Linked DNA regions of Mus musculus: region 1 is linked to region 2. A link is a contact called in public promoter capture Hi-C data. All regions are on one chromosome and are shown on one strand. Each heading gives the region's core, a stretch centred on a gene start, on an enhancer-like site or on the middle of the called end of the contact. The rest is flanking DNA. Distances are from core to core; before and after follow the strand shown.

Region 1 (5,410 bases), core at 1,412-3,911, 110 kb before region 2:
GAAAGGAAGGAAGGAAGGAAGGAAGGAAGGAAGGAAGGAAGAAGGAAAGAAAGAAAGAAAGAAAGAAAGAAAGAAAGAAAGAAAGAAAGAAAGAAAGAAAGAAAGAAGAAAAAAGGGAAGGGAAGGAAAAGAAAGAAGAAAAAAACTTCTAAAAGAAATGTCGCAAAGCCTCTTCTTAGACAATATCCTCAAAACTCATAACCTTCATGTAAAAAATAAAAAAGTATCCCTAAAGTCAGTCCAGAAATCTAATAGCTCCACTTGAAATCAAAGCAGCCATGTTCTTTGAAACCACCAATGTCAAACTGTGGAGGGTTTCTCAGTGCGCAGCACCAAGGCACTGCAGGAAGAGTCATCTTTTCTAACTAATTGGAGAAATACAGGGTGCACAGGAAGTGCCCAGGGCAAGCAGCCAAGGACTAAATCATCTGGAAAGATCTACAGGCCACGCACAAGTTCAAAAGGACAAGAGTAGTTGCCAGGGCTCTCTTTAGAGGGGATTTGGCTACCGAGGGGGATTCTCAACCCGCCTAACCTAGGCTGTCTTGTGGAGGATGAAAACTAACAGATGCCCTCGGCCAGCCCTACCTGCCTGGTGTGTGCCAGGCAGGCCCCAGGAAGGAATTCAAAGCTGGAGGATGCATACCCCATGCCATTGGGGAATTAATTTCTTGATAAGAGGGTGGGGTGTATGCACGAATTCTTTTCTCTTAGTTGTAATGATGTTAACTGTATGCAACTCAGCCTGGGAAGTCTCGCGTGAGCCGGCTCTGAAGAATGAAAGCGTATGACTTGGAAGGAGAGGAGATACGAATCGGTAGCTAGCTAGGCTGGAGTCCACATCGGAGTGGATGGGGGTTCCCAGTTTTCAGCTGCGAATACCAAAAGGCAGGCGGGTCTCTGAACTTTTCTGCCCTCCTCTCTCACTGCCCACAACAGGGCAGCAGCAGGGTCAACTGGCCAGACTTCTGTGTCCACATGGCCTGTTGCCTCTAGCTCACCAGTAACACCTCGTGTCTCTGTTAAAGGGCAGCGCTTGGCAGGCTCGTGGATCAGGGGCTGTGCCCGCCCGCCTGCCGCTTCCCACACAGGTCCACGTTCCCATCCACCAATGCCCCCGAAATCCATGGGAACGACCGACCGCAAGCTTGTGAAGGCGGGAATAGAAGCTGGGAGAAAGTGTAGGATGAGAGCCTGCCTGCATCGCAGGGTTTGCCTGGGGGGGCGGGGGGGCGGGGGGCGGGGAGTGCGTGGGAGCAGGCGCAGGCGCTGTGCAGGGCTGGCTGCGCAGCCTGGGATTGCGGGGGCGGACGCTCAGGCGAGATGGCGCGACTGGGGCGGGGTGGGGTGGGAGAGGAGCGGCGGGAGTGTGAAGGGGGGTGTGTCACCGAGAGCAGGGAGAAGTGTGAGAGCAGGTGGCAGGGGGAAATGAATGAACAGTCTCATCTATATTCCTTGTAGGGATAAATTGCGTGGAGTTGGGAGGGGGCCACGGTCTCGGCTGTCTGTGGGGCCCGAGGGTCTCTGGAAGAACAGAATGAAGGGGTAGGGCCAGCCAAATGTGCCATCTGCTTCGAGGGCGTCCTCTTGGCTTGTGACTTTTATCTCCTTCCACCCAGCCGAGTTTCTGAAGCTGTCAGTTCCCAGATGGGGGATCTCCGAGACAAAACAGCCTTGTTCTGGCAGGCGGCCTCTTCTGGCTGCCGGAATCCCCTTCCCACAGCAGCTGAGGAGTCCTCGGGGTCTATTAGGTCTGCCCACTCACCTGGCATCGCAAGCTGGGGGTGGGTTCTGCTAAGGCCATCTGTTCTGAGGGTAGAGTCACTGTGTTCTCAGGATTCCTGAGATGAAGTTGTAAGAAGGTGAGCCTTGTGAACTCAGAATCTAACACTCAAAATGTAGTGCTCGGCTAGGCCTGGGTGACCTTGGACCAATCGTTTCTCTTTTGCCCTCTGTTTCGTCCTGTATCGGTGGTCTTCAGAGGGCCTCCCTGCTGGGATTCAGGGTGTGACCAGAGGAAAGGAGGAGGGGGTGGAGAGCATCTGAGAAGAGCCTGGGCAGCGGAATCCGGATGACATTCGCCAGCCCCTACCCTCTTCTGGGGATATCTGAGGCACATCCCAAAGAAAGATGGGGCCCATGGAAAGTCAGAGTTGGGAGAGAAGTGTTAGGTTCCAGGCCAGAGGCTATGCACAATGACAATGTCTTGGGTGTTTGTAAGCCAATGTCCCACTCCTGTCCTTGTCCTTTCTTCCTACGGGAGTTAGAGAACTTCCTGTCTTGTTGTTGGTGACCACTGCTTGTGAGCTTGAAGTTAGTCTTTACATCTTACCCGACTCCCTGTCTCCTGCTGTACCACCACAGTGCTCTAGGGATAGGGCTGAGTGGGGTGCCCCAGTTCAAGCTCTTTTTTTCTTTGGATTCCATCTATGAAGTCCAGTGTCGTTATTTCTGAGGGAGTGGAGGTGGGGTGGGGTGGGGGATGGGGATGGGGACAGGGACAGCAAGCTCCATCCATCCAAGAAACCTCAGCTTGGATGAGTCTTCTGGAATCTAACTGACCAACCCTCAAAGATCAGAGAAGAAGGTGTAGCGGCCATGAGTGTGTGTGTGTGTGTGTGTGTGTGTGTGTGTGTGTGTTCACCCCCACACAAAGAATTCCTGTTCATTAAGTGAAGAAATGAGATTAGGGACCCCTGAGGAAAAAGGAAGGGAAACAGCAGGGCACTTGAAAGAATGGGGAATCTAATTAGACACATGCATCCCTGGCCAACCACTCGTCCTCTCCCTGGCCAATAGATGAGGGGGTGTCTAGCTGTCCCCTGCTCTGACAGGCAGTCATCATCTCCACCAGAAGCTCCCTGGAAGCTGCTGAGCCAGACGGAACCAAAAGCATCTAAAAGGTAAGGTCCAAGGTTGGAGGCCTCATGCCCACTGGCACAAAAGCAAAGGGATGGAGTCGGGGCTGTGGCAGGAACTGGGCAGAGAATGGCAAGAGTACAAGGCTCTGATCAAAGAAGCTGCGAGGGGCTTCCGGGTGGTCAGTAAACTGCCTTGGGGGTGGTCTTGAAGAGCATAGATTTCAGTTTGGAGTGGGAATAGGGAACAGAGAGATACGACCTCTTACTACTGCTGGGGACTTACCATTCAGCCCGGCTGAGATTAGGAAGAAACCTGCGCAGGCGGCTTTGGGAGGGCTGTGTAATCAGCTGCAGATGGATGGCTACGATGCTGCAGGCACTTCCGTATCCACAGCACACTCAGCCCTCCACCTGCCTGCACAGATGTGAGTGACCTGCAGACGACGTCTGTGCTCATACGCCTGCACACCATGTCCTCCCAGGAACCCAAGTGCAGACACATATGTATACAGATAGCTGCCGAGCTTTCTGATGGCAAAACACTGCAGAACCTCATACCAACCCTCTGCTTTCCACAACGTGTTTCTAAAATGCTGCATTTCTAAGGCGATGTTACCAGCCAACGTCCTTCTTTTACATTGTATGTTAAGTTCTAAGACTTTGTCTCCAAAGTGACTGGTTGTTCCTACAAAGGACTGGACCTCATTCCTTTCTGCACCTCCAGAGAGAGGAATATCCGGGGACTACAACTTAATAAACGTCCCATGGATGTTTAAGTGACTGAAGGACCGAGTGGCCTTAGAGTAGCCACAAGTAGGGTTAGGGAGAGAGCTCAGTCGGTAGCAGGCTTGTCTAACATGCTTGAAGCTCTGTGCTAGATACCCAGCATTTCATACACCAGGCATGATAGTGCACACCTGTAATCCCAGCCCATGGGAGGTAGAGGCAGGAGGATCAAAAGTTCAAAGTCCTTCTCCACTACATAAGTTTGAAGCCAACCTAGGGTACATGAGAGCCTATCTCACAAAAAAAAAGAAAAAGAAAAAAGGAAACAAAAGTCTCTCTCTCTCTCTCTCTCTCTCTCTCTCTCTCTCTCTCTCTCTCTCTCGTTTTTTTGAGACAGGGTTTCTCTGTATAGCCCTGGCTGTCCTGGAACTCACTTTGTAGACCAGGCTGGCCTCGAATTCAGAATTCTGCCCGCCTCTGCCTCCCAAGTACTGGGATCAAAGGAATGCGCTACCATGCCCAGCCAAAAGTCTCTTTAATGTAGTTTTTCTAAGGCTATTTTGTTGTTGTTATTGCTGCTACTGTTTTTGTTTTGTTTTGTTTTTTGTTTTGATGAGAGGGGGGGGGGTTTCTCCTGAATATGTGGTTGTTTCTTAGAGAATATTGGTGCAAATGCACCAGTGCCCAGCAGGTGAGTAAACATGGGACTCTGGTATGCACGTCTGTGGTGAAATGAGTAAGCCAGCCTGTGGAAGCTGTCCACAGGAGCCCGAGTGATGGATCACCACACTGTGAGGCGCAGTGGGAATGATGGCTAAAGATACCTCCAGATACAGACCGGACTTTAAAGAGTGTGAGATGAGGATGCTGAGTGAGCTTGTGTGTCAGAGGGCAAGAGTGAGCAAGTATGCAGGTTGGAGGCTGCCTAACTTGGTGAGCCATTCTTACAAGCCAAGCTAAAATAACGGCCCTTCTGCCCTCTACCCACAGGATGTACCTCAGAGGGATTCAGCCATTCCCACTCCTACCCCTCCCTCAGAACCTCATGAAGTTCCTGGCTTTCCTGAGTCTGTTGAGCTTGGTGCTGCAGAAGGCAGAGACAGCTTCTCTCCTAGGGGAGAGAGAAAGAGAAGAGCAGAGCCCTGAGGAAGGTGACACTTACGCGTCCCTGTATGTGGGGAACCATACCCTGAGCATAGAGGACTACAACGAGGTCATTGATCTCAGCAACTATGAAGAACTGGCAGACTATGGAGACCAGATCCCTGAGGTGAGGGGACAGAGATGATTTGGAATCCCTGCAAGAAACGGGATTAGGGACCAGATCCCTTTTCACCTGCCCTATAATACAAACCTCTCCCAACACTTTTACTATATGATATTAATTTGCGTTTGCGTGTGCGTGTGTGCGCGCGTGTGTGTGTGTGTGTATGTGTGCCTGTGTGTATGTGTGTGTGTCTCTGTGTGTGTGTCTGTCTGTCTGTGGGTGTGGGTGTGTATGTGTGTGTGCCTGTGTGTATGTGTGTGTGTCTGTGTGTGGGTGTGTTATACATGTGCATGTTCAGGAAAGAAAGAGGACAGACAACCTTAGATCTTTCCCTGGAGCTAGTCATCTCACTTTGTTGAAGGCAGTGCCTCTCACTGGCCTGGAGCTTGTCAAGAAGGCTAGGCTAGCCGGCCAATGAGCCTCCCCATCTCCAAGATTATGAGCCTTAATCAAAGACCATGGCAAAGCAAACTATAGTGAATTCTGGGGACCAAACTCATGCCCTCCTCTCACAAAGCAACTGCATTACAACAGTGCTATCTTCCCAGGCAGGCAT
Region 2 (5,710 bases), core at 1,832-4,331:
ATGTTTTCCATAATGACTAAATCGTTTCCCCATTTCTCAGGGCATACAAGTGAGCGTGCCCTGGGGTTAGAGTCCAGGAGAGCTGTGTGGAATGTCTTATACTCTGTTTCCTCTCCCAGCATCTCTTTGACTCCTCTTTTCCTACCACGAGCTGCTCTTGTTCCACTGACTTATTTCTTTTGCACGTGTAAAAGCAGGAATGGACCTACTTAGAGTCAGAGCCAATGGCTTCTGCTCAGGGAAGTGTCTGTTGGTCAGTGTGGAGCAGGGAGAGAGAGAGAGAACTGAGGAAAAGGGGGCTGAGAACCGAGGACCTGGGTTCTGCCCTCTCTCCCACCACCGGCTCGTTCACTCCTCCCTTTTCTCCTGGTTTACCAAGTTTCACACGTGAATTTGGGAAAGTTTCATACACAGTTTGGGAAAATGGCCTGGAATGGCATCCTTGAAGCCATCCTCTTCCTGCCTTCCTGCCATTGCCCAGGGCACGCCCTGGGGCTGAGAAGGTGTGCTTGCTGCTAGACAGGTCCCGGACTCTGGCTGGGCTCCCAGTGCTCAGCTCAGGGCACTCACTGTGAGGTCTGGCTCATTTGTAGACTCTGTGTCAGGAGTGCAAAGCAGTACAACTCCGACAGGGGATGCTGGCAATATCCAACAGGCTACACATGCATTTACACGGAGCCCGAGTCTTATCCCAAAGATGCTTGTCCACAAATAAGGGAAGATGTGTGTGTAAGGTGAGTCGAGGTGCATTTGTAATGGAACCATCTTTCTACCCATTCATAAGAATGTAACTAAAGCTGGATATGGTGGTGTACGCTTATAGTCCCAGACCTTGCAAGCTTAAGGCAAGAGGAGTGCTGTGAATTAGAGGCCAGCCTGAGATACATAGGAAAACCTTGTCTCAAAAAAGAGAAAGGTGTGTGTGTGTGTGTGTGTGTGTGTGCATATGTGTATATTTGGGTATATACACATGTACCCAAATAATAAATCAGAAAGAATAAATGGTTTCCTATAGGAGGCAGATGAGGTGACAGGATGGGAGTGAGACTTCTTCTCCATTTGCAAAAGGGCAGATGAGGATCTATGCCCGGAACTTAGTTGTCTAAACAGCAAGTTCTGAGTGTGGAAAGAGACAGAGAAGAACGTGATGGAGAAGGGGAGGAAGCGCGGGATTCCTTGCTTCTTTGTCTGCATTTAAAACCAAAACAACATCCAGTGCCTGGATTTTTACTTACTTGTGTATTTTTCTTGCATGCATATGTGTGTACAAGATGTGCGTGGCGAGGGTGCATACCTGAGGGCGTGGTCAGAGAACAACATTGTAGAGTCCAAGGATAGGATTCAACAGCAAGCGCCCTCACCTGCTGAACCATCTCATCAGCCCCTGGATTTTTATCTCTAGGTACCACTTCCCCTATTAGAAGCCAGCATCACTTGACTGTTATCAAGTCTGAGACTGGACAAGGCAGGAGGATCACAAGTTGAAGGCCTGTCCGGTAAGATAGAAAGGCCTTGTCTACAAATAAAAATGTAAAAAACGGTTGGAATTTAGCTTAATGGTAAAGTGCTTGCCTAGGATATACCAGGCAGGCCCTGGTTCAATCCCTTATGGCACAATAAATACACTTGCTTTCAAAAGCTTATTTATCTATTTAGCTGGGCATAGTAGCGGATGCCTACAATCTCAGTTACTTGTGAGACACACTTAGGCTAGTGTCTTAGTTAGGGTTTCTATTGCTGTGAATAGACACCATGGCCACAGCAGCTCTTATAATGGAAAACATTTCATTGGGGCTGGCTTACAGATCAGACGTTCAGTCCATTATCCTCATGGCAGGAAACATGGAAGCAGGCAGCAGGCACGGTACTGGAGAAAGAGCTGGGAGTATTACATCTGCTCAGTAGGCAGCAGGAAGAGACAGCCACATTGGGCCTGGCTTAAGCCTCTAAGATCTCAAAGCCCCCCCCCCCCCACTTTTTTCAAGAAGGCCACACCTTCTAATAGTGCCATTTCCTGGGGACCAAGCATTCAAACATATGAGTCTATAGAGGTCATTCCTACTCACACCACCACGGGTGGTAAGTTCAAGGCCAGTCTGAACAAAATTGTTCACATTTGATTTTTTTTTTTTTAAAATAAGGTCTCACTTTATAGCCCTGGCTAATTTGGAGCTCACTATGTAGACCTCAAATTCACAGACATCTACCTGCCTCTGCTTCCTGAGTGCTGGGATTAAAATTATCTGTCACCATGCCAGCCTTTAAGTTAGATTTCTTTAATTGAAAAATAAGTATATATGGAAGAAACAATGTGATATGTTGATATATACTATGGAATGAGTAAATTAAGATGATTAACATGTCCAGGGCCACATACTTGTCTTTTCAATGTTGAGGTATGAGCACTTAAACTCTATTCTCTCAGCAGTTTTGAAGTATATCTTATAATTAACTATAATCTCCACACTAGACAACAGATAACAAAGACTTATTTCTTCTAACTTTGTATCTCTTGGCCAATAACTCCTAACCTGCCCTTTCCTTCAGAATTTTCCCCAACAATAAGCTGATTCAGACCAGGCTCATTAATAGATGATAAAATTATTAAGCAGGGAGGGGCTCATATGATGAGATAAAAGGTTGGTCCCAGCATGCATTGCAGAGTGACTGGCTTCACAGAAATTGCTTTTTCACATTTCTGACTTTCAGAAATCTGAGATCAGACAATAGCAAACCTGGAGTCAGACAAGGGCCACTTCCTGATTAGGCCACTGACTTCTCTATCCTCAGGAGAAGGGCGGGGACAGAGACCTTGGCACTCTCCTGTGCCTCTTAGGACACTTACCCTATTCACCAGGCTCCTGCCCTCCAGAGGGCTCATTTCAGCACTTTCAGGATTTAACTTCTGTGAATTTGGGGGACAGGACCCAGAAGCATTCAGTCCATAGCACAGTAGCTCTCCTTACAGACTGCTCTTCACCTGAGGGAAGAAAATCTATCTTTAGCAAGACCATATCCTTGTCACCTTAGTAAGGAATCAAGCATTCACAGTGACAGGAACCCCCTCCTGCCAGAAGGGAAAACTTCCCCAAGCCTTCCAAGAGGAATTTCTACCACAGTCTGTGGTCTAGTCAAAACCGGTTAGCCAGATCTAGTTTCAAAGAGATGACTAAGACATCGAAAGGGGGGACATGCAAATCAACAGCCTGGGCTCAAAAGGGGGGGAGTCAGTAATATATAAAAATTGGGGGCTGGGGGCTGACAAGATGGCTCAGAAGTAAAGGGTGTTTGCGGATAAATAGGTGGGAGAAGAGACCCACTTCTTGAAGCTGTCCTGGCTGCCCACACACAAAATAAGAAAGTAAACGAAAAGATCATTGTTGCTACAGAGGAAAAGGATGAAGGTAAAACCCAGTTTCCATTAAAAGAAAACAAAGAAAAGCTGGAGGTGTGGTTAGTTGGTTCTGAGTACTTACCGCTCCCTGCTCCTGTAAAGGGGCTAGGTTCAGTTCCCTACAGCCATGCCATAGGGCTTACAACCTCCTGTAACCTCAGTACCAGGGTAACACCTCTGGCCTCTGGGCACTCATATGCGTGTGGCACACATGAACTCACACAGGTACACATACATACACAAGAATTTTTTAAAAACACAAATCTTTTAAAATAAGAAAATGAAAGAAACCAAAGAGACAGTCGAGTCATAAGTAATGTATGACCTTTCATTTTATATATTTTTTTACATTTTTAAAAATTTAGTATCTGTGTGTATGTGTGCTCTGAAGTGTGTACTCTCTGCATGTGTGTGGAGGTCGGAGGGCAAGCTGTGGGAGTTCTTTTTCTCCTTATACCACATGGGTATCAGGGCTCAGACTCTGATCATTTGGTATCAAGTGCCCTTACCCACTGAGCCATCTCACTGGCCCAATGTATAAATCGCTTCTTATTAATTTTCTATCTTTACTCACTTTAAGTGGATGGATGCTTAGACTTGCATGTGTGTGTGTTCATCGTGTGTTTGCTTTGTTCCTGTGGAGGTCACAAGAGGGTATCTGATCCCCTAAAACCAGAGTGACAGGCAGCTGTGAGCCACTGTGCGGGTGCTGGGAATCAAACTCAGGTCTTCTGTAAGACCACCCGGTACTCTTACTCCTTGAACCATGTCCCTAGCCCCAATGTATAAATTTCAATTGTATGGGGAGGGGTATATATTGCAAAGCCATCTTGGGACAATTGGAGATATTTTAGTCTGGATATTAAGTGATATGCAATTACTATTACATTTTTAGATGTAAAAGTGACCATATGGCTTTATGCCATAGTATCTTTTTTATGCACAAATATTTAAGGCAACGTAGTTTTATGTCATTTTCAAGTGGTTCAGCACAAATGTGTGTGTGCACGTGCACATACACCCCAAAGGAGAAAACGATGGTAAAAGTCGGTAAATCCTCCTTCCTTAGTACATGCAGGACCCTCAGTCTACCCTCACTCCAACAAGAAAACAAGGCAAAACCAATTGCTGACTCCAAGTGAAGTGTCTGTAGTTGGTTGTTGTATGGTTTGTGGTTGGTTTGTTGTTATTGTTGTTGTTGTTGTCGTAGTTGGCGTCATCCTCCTTCTCCTTCCACTCCCCTCCCCCTCCTCCTCCTCTTCCTTCTCCTCCTCCTCCTCCTTCATTATTTCAGGTTGGATATACTTAACAGTCTAAGATAGAGAGAGACTTTGAGTCCCAGAAAGGGCTCCCAGATTCCTAGCCTCCTTCCTCCATCTTTCCTAAGCACCCAGAGGGGTCTTCCCACATAGTCACTTCCCTTACCTCCCTCACTTCTGTGTCCAGTGAGTAGGCTAGTGGGCTGAGCAGTGCGATGGAGGCCTGATGACACCGTGCCTTGGCTTAGAGAAAGCCTAGGAACTGGGGGGCTTCACCATTTGAGGAGGTCACAGGTTGTAAGAGGGGGAATATGCCTACAGCCCCAAAGTTATTGCTGACCTCTTCTGACCCCTTCACACCCTCTAATAAGGTGATTCTGTCTAATAAGGGAACCTGTTTTGCCTGCTCAGAGCCTTGGTGCCTGGCCTAAGTGTGGTGATTGGAATAGGTATGACCTATAGGTTTATGTGTTTGAATGCTTGACCCATAGGGAATGGCACTATTGGGAAGTATGGCCTTGTCGGAGTAGGTATGGCCTTGTTGGAAGAAGTGTGTCACTGTGTAGACGGACTTTGAGACCTCATACACACACACACACACACACACACACGCACATGCACACACTCATGCTCAAGCTCTGCCCAGAGTGGAATCAGAGCCTGCTGCCTGTGGATCAAGACATAAAACTTGTGGCTCCTTCACCTCCATATCTGCCTGCATGTCGTCATGAGAATGGACTGAATCTCCAAAACTGTAAGCCAGCCCCGATGAAGTGGTTTCCTTTATAAGAGCTTTGTAAGAGTTGCCTTGATCATGTTGTCCCTTCACAGCAATGAAACCCTAAACACTAAGCAGGGCCTTCCACATGTTCCCTTGCTGGGGACATTATACTTGGTTGCACTGGCAATGGCCCAGATCACAGCGAGGCCACCCCCACCTCTCTAGCCTGGTCCTGGCTCTGGAGAGATGCAGTTTCTGGGGCTGCTCTTCTTCCTTTCCCTGGAAACCTTGGGCTAGACCCAGTGTGACTCAGGGCTCTCTCTGTATACGATCCTG

Evidence for each region. Promoter capture Hi-C pulls out the DNA fragments that hold promoters and counts their contacts.
Region 1: a contact with region 2 is called in a promoter capture Hi-C map of the HPC-7 cell line, with 5 times the contacts expected there. The contact joins the promoter of Optc here to the enhancer-like site in region 2. A contact is called at or near these places in 23 of 39 promoter capture datasets (the 3T3-L1 cell line, 3T3-L1-derived adipocytes, the C10 cell line and 15 more), 5 of 15 datasets of contacts at CTCF or cohesin (CD8 T cells, the G1E-ER4 cell line, embryonic stem cells and 2 more), 85 of 484 Hi-C or Micro-C datasets (the AML12 cell line, B cells, the C2C12 cell line and 49 more), 27 of 115 datasets of contacts at active chromatin or transcription factors (the 230-238 cell line, CD8 T cells, DN3 thymocytes and 19 more) and 4 of 9 other capture datasets (adipose tissue, embryonic stem cells, liver and 1 more).

Annotation. Positions count from the first base shown.
Region 1 is chr1:133,904,424-133,909,833 of GRCm38.p6, reverse strand. It overlaps Optc (opticin), which reads left to right and starts at 2,661. Exons shown (of 7, transcript NM_054076.3): 1 at 2,661-2,903; 2 at 4,578-4,857. The coding sequence starts at 2,800.
Region 2 is chr1:133,790,917-133,796,626 of GRCm38.p6, reverse strand. It overlaps a transcript of Atp2b4 not described here. Among named protein-coding and RNA genes, the nearest start is that of Atp2b4, 40 kb to the right of the region's middle. Within about 2 kb of position 3,081, at least 12 of the 459 cell types and tissues checked have an H3K27ac peak or open chromatin away from gene starts, as enhancers often do. A contact at or near this core is called in the C2C12 cell line and the HPC-7 cell line, where this site is marked.